2 separate regions of the Zea mays genome follow, and region 2 is linked to region 1. The links are chromatin contacts, called in public Hi-C maps. All regions are on one chromosome and are shown on one strand. The core of a region is the stretch at or near the end of the contact, and the rest is flanking DNA. Distances in the headings are between cores, read along the strand shown.

Region 1 (2,700 bases), core at 102-2,601:
CTTATGATCTTAAGATTTGGAACCTCACATTGAGAATAACAATTAATCTTAAATTCAAACGGTGTAACCCAGTGCCGTAGGCTTCCCGCACTGTGTGGGATCTAGGGAAGGGTATCTTTAAGCGTCAAGCCTTACCCGCATAATATGCAGAGGCTAGAGCTCGAACCCGGGACCTTCCGGTTACAGACGGTAGGCTCTACCGCTGCACTAGGCCTACCCTTCAACTAATCTTAAATTCAAATGTAAACAAAGTTTAATGAGCACATGAATGATTACTGTAGTTAGAATAATCTTTTCTTGAGTTTTAAATCGGTTGCAGTTGTTAAATTTGGTCATTTATATCAACAAATTTGGCACTTATCATCATCATAAAATTTGGCACCTCACATTCAGAAAACTAAATCTTTATAAAATTGTAAGTCTAATATGGTGTTCCAATACCTAGAACTGTGCTATCCACCCCTCGAATACCTGAAATCCCCCCCCCCCCCCCTCCGAACAATGTCAGCTTCTACTTGTGAAAAGCGGGCCTGGCTGTAATAAGAGATTTCAGCATACATAACAGTTAAACTAATCCATTGGCAATTAGCATGACCCTAACCAGCAGGTCCAACCACGTTTATCGTACGCATTGCCTGGTCAATGACCCTGCTGATTGTCACCATCGGTTTGTCAGTTTCTGCAAATTTATATCGCTAAGCAGACATGGGGTGCCAAAAAATGCTATAGCCATCGCATCTCCATGCCAATTGCAAGTTTGAAACCCTATCCTTCGTTTCCTCTCTTTTTTCTTCAAAAAAGAAGAGAAAAAGAATCCTTTGCTCTGCTGCCTAACGTGCCCTGTACGGCGCACTAGTATTACTAGTAGATTGCAGCAGCACCTATTATTACTAAGCATCTCATCTCAGAGAGGTGGTCAAAGTCAACGGTGATCAACGAACGATCTCAAGCCTCAACCAGTGCCGTGGAAAGGTTCACTGGTTCAGAGCAATTCACTCCTCGGCTCCTCGCTGTGATGCTGTCGGCCAGTCCCAGTGCCATTAGCTGGTGCTGCGGCTGTCGCTACTGAAAGAAAGCTCACGCCGCTTTCTAGGACTAGGATTGGGGACGCCAGAAGAATATAAATAAAAAATAAATTCGCCATGAAGCAGGGATGAACTGCGGGAGAGAGAGCGAAAGGGGGTTTATGTACTCATCACTCATGTACCATGGCGGACCTGGCGACAGCGGCAGTCCTGATCCTGATGACGCCGCCTTCTCCTCCTCCTCCGTCCGCGTCCCCTGATGCTGCTGCTGCTACAGCGGCGGGGGCTGGCGTCAGGATGGCTGCGAAACAGAGGACGGAGACGACAACGAGGAAGTGGAAGGGGCGGGAGGAGGGAAGGGGCGTCGGTCGGGGTGGACGTGGCGGCAGCATGCCGGACACCTGTCGTCCGCGCCCGGGGCCGCGCGTGGGCGCAGTCGGAGGTGAAAGAGGAGGGGACCGTACAGGGGAGGAAGCGGCAGGGGCAGGGGCAGGGCCCGGGGCTCAGAGCTGCAGCTGCTGCCGCTTGGCCGTGGTCCGTGGAGGAATATTGGCCCCCGGCCCCCGGCCCCCAGCTCACTGCACGGTAGTGGTGATAACGCTAGTAAACGATCGGTAAAACTATTTTTGTTTGGAATAATTTGATCTTTTTATTTTTTTTCTGAAAATAAGATCGAAAATGGTAATTTCGGAAACGAAAACGATATCGATAATTTGGAAACATTAAAAACGAAAGTTCGATACAAAAATTACACCAGTTATGATTGAAATCTAAAATTCGATCGGTAAAAACTATAACATTTACTCTCAATTAACTTCAAAAATTCACGCAAGTCATACATTCATATAAAATTAGTAATAATATATAAGGTAGGAGGTCATATTAAATATATAAGGTAAGAAGTATACAATAATAAAATCATTATTATGTATTTAAGTAAAGTAGAATCAAGATGTGTATAATGATATGGCACTTACATTCTATTTGTACTCCTACTACTTGGCATAGTCAATATAATTAGTGTCCTCTTTGTCTTTCTTAAGTTCTCGTGCAAATTATGAATATATGTATCAAGAGTAATAATAGATAAGAAAACATGAATAAGATTTATAAAAGCCTCAAATGATTCTAAACTATATACCATTAGATAGATCTTGATTTTAGGAAAATAATAAAATTAGTTTCATATTTTCTAAGCTAAAATGAATTTATGAAGTTCAGTTCAGATTTAATATTTTTCTAAAAAATACCGAATTTATTATCGACGATAAAATACTGAAAGGGAAATGTGCCCTTGGTCATTTCTAAGTATTTTGGTGATTAAGTGCCCAACACAAATGGTTTAAGTATAAATTGTGCAAAATGGTGGATGAAGTGCAAATCATCAATAAGGTATGATTCTAGACTTAGTGTATTGTTTTTTGTGTACTAACATATTTGTCTAAGTGCTAGAATCAGAGAAAATTCAAAAGAAAAAAGACTTGGCTAGAGCAGCCAAGACTCTGCGTAGTCTGGGTGCACCAGACTGTCCGGTGGTGCGCCAGGCTGGAGTCTGGTCAACTGGCCGCTATCGGGAATTCGTAGGCGGCGTACGGTTAAAATTCACTGGACTGTCCGGTGGTGCACCGGACTGTCCGGTGAGCCAACGGTCGGCCGTGCCAACGGTCGACCGCGC
Region 2 (2,700 bases), core at 96-2,595, 270 kb before region 1:
ATGCAGCATAACCATAACTAGGTTTGCATGCACAAACATGCGAGGAAGGGTTCCATGCCTGTGTCTATCTTATCCAAATTCTCTGTTTTGCACTCTGAAGCACTTAGTGCTTTCATACTGAAAACTTCTTCTATTGCCTTGTGAGACTTGTCCATCATTTCTTTCAAACATTCTTCAGAGGTATGATAATTATGACATAAAGAAGCAATAAGATCCACGCCTTTCTCAGTTTGTTTGACTGAATTCAAGCAAACAAACAAAAAACATAAACTATGGGCCATTTGCTAAATGAATAAATTAAAAAATAGATTCAGAAGGAAGAATTACTTAAGTGAGAAGAGCCTTCAATCGTGAAGGTCCTGAATTTAGCTGGCACGTGAACCAATAGTATGGCCTGCATTGCAGTAAGCGGTTTCGTGATCAATTAAAAACACAAGTAGCAGCTCACAGCACTAAAGCAGCCAAAGTCCAAAAATCCATAATGAAACAAAGGAAAGAGGAAATAAGCAAACTGACCAATACAGCAACTAATCCATGGATGCAGGACACCAGGTCCTTGAACAATTCTGGTGATCTCGAACGAAGCGTTAAGAAGAGATGCCACCCAAAAAGCATATAGTCAGGAGTATTAGTAGATGATTCAGGCTCCCACTCAGTAATTAAACCTGAGAACAGTTCATTATATGCTTTGCGGTAGAACCTGGCGTTTCATGAGAATGTTGGTAAGAGTTATCATACCATGTGGAATTATGAACCAATAGACAAACTAAACTGTTACGAATTATACATCACTGTATCAGTAGCTTAATTAGCATCAATTTTGCTATTATCAGACTGAGAGGAAGGTGTGTAGCATCATTACCTGCTTGCCTCTGCCAGTAGGTTTACCAAACTCTCCGATTGCTTCTGCTGGATTCGCAAGTCCAGGTACCAATGCAGGAACAAAACCAAGTCAGTTCCTCCCTAAACCTCCGTCACTACAGAGCAAACCAACAAACCAAGACCAATTGCAGGGGCGGATCCAGTGAAAGGACATGGGTGAACTTATGCACACTCGATAACTTTTGCAGCAAAACCGAATTTGGTAGGCATGATACATGTACGCGCTTGTAATTAGATCAGATCAGAGTGCAGAAAATAGGTTGAGTTGTTTGAGTACTCGGCGTCGCACGGCAGGGAGAGCAGAGAAGGGGCGGGTATACCTTTTGGGTGCTCGTCGCCGGCGGAGGGTCCTGCGAAGACATGGCGGAGGGCCACACGAAAACCTGGCCACCTGGCGGAGGGTGGCCGCTACGGTCAGCGATCGCCACGAGAGAGAACCCTGCGCCCGCGGAATGAACGTGAGAATAAAAACGAATTGTTCCTCAATAAACGGCCGTGCGATGCGGACGATGACGTCGGAACAGGCCCACGGAGGCACGGAGGCACGGAGACGGATCCAACGCTCTCACGAGGTCCAACTCCTTGTCCGAATTAAACAACAATCAGTAACTTTTATCCATCTATATCTGTATATATCTATTTTATTTCTATATCTATCGTATATTATTACATTAAAATTTCACTATATTAATAAATTATTATATTAATAAAATAAATAAATCTATATCTCTATCCCTTCTTCTTCTTAATCCATCCACTTGAAACAACGCTAAATGCACATAAAAAATATCCACAACCTCTCCCACACAGCACAACCAGATCACTTCATTTACCTCCACCTTCCTAACTCAATCGCATCCAATGGTTAGAAATCCCTTGTCATCACTCATGCACCATCAACGACACCCTCTTCCGCAAGCCATCAACAACATAATTTCTGCGCCTCAGCACCGACTCCACCGATCCTGCCTCACCAGATGCAGTCAGCGCTGCGCCACCAGTAGAAAGCCACGCTCATGTGATCCGCTTCCTTGCGGACTCGCTCCACAGCCACCGCCCAACCACATCGAACGCAATCAACGGCGCGCCACCGGGAGAGAGCATCGTGCCACCACGAGAAAGCACCACTCCATCGATCCATGCCCTTGTCGACGCGCTCAACGCCACTCCACAACCCCACAACGCCCCGACCCGCCCCACGCCTCCCGCACACAACGCCCAACACTGTCTCGTCCTCCGACGCGATCAACGTCGTGCAACCGCCACATGCCCCGCTCCCACGACACACACCCTCTCTAACGTGCTCAACGCTGTTGAATTAATGTGGGTTTGGCCCAAATTAATATTCAATAATAGTCAATGTTAGAGGTTCACTTTAATGCTACAGTGTACTAGTACTTTAGTACCATGCCGGAAGTTCAAGGGACAATTCACTCAACTTAAATAGGTGGACCGTTGGTGCATCTATTGAGAAGCTGAGAAAAGGATAAAGGACTGTCACACGAGCGCGCGCCGCCGGCCGGGCTAGGCCGAGGCCGAGACCGTGGTAGATCGGACCTTAGTCCGAATATTCCTTTCCTAACGGTTGCGTATTTTGCCTATAGTGATGACCGTCCATTACTGTCATACGTTACTGTAAGGGAAATAGGGTCAAACCTTTTCCTAAATGATTTTGGTGGTTGAAATGCCCAACACAAATAATTGGACTAACTAGTTTGCTCTAGATTATATGTTCTACAGGTGCAAAAGGTTCAACACAAACCAATAAAAAAGATCAAAGTTAGGGTTCAAAAGAAAGGAGCAAAAGAAACCGAAGAG

What was found. Hi-C and Micro-C count contacts between places; a contact is called where the count stands out from the background.
Region 2: a Hi-C map of ear shows a contact between it and region 1, with 2.9 times the contacts expected there. The contact joins the promoter of LOC541652 here to the promoter of LOC100279085 in region 1. A contact is called at or near these places in 3 of 25 Hi-C or Micro-C datasets (ear, leaf and tassel).

What each region holds. Positions count from the first base shown.
Region 1 is chr4:198,087,650-198,090,349 of Zm-B73-REFERENCE-NAM-5.0, reverse strand. It overlaps LOC100279085, which reads right to left and starts at 1,351. Exons shown (of 14, transcript NM_001152135.1): 1 at 1,218-1,351; 2 at 136-229. The coding sequence starts at 141.
Region 2 is chr4:198,353,076-198,355,775 of Zm-B73-REFERENCE-NAM-5.0, reverse strand. LOC541652 (Retinoblastoma-related protein 2) reads right to left here and starts at 1,345. Exons shown (of 15, transcript NM_001397117.1): 1 at 1,203-1,345; 2 at 863-906; 3 at 517-700; 4 at 328-394; 5 at 59-238. The coding sequence starts at 1,244.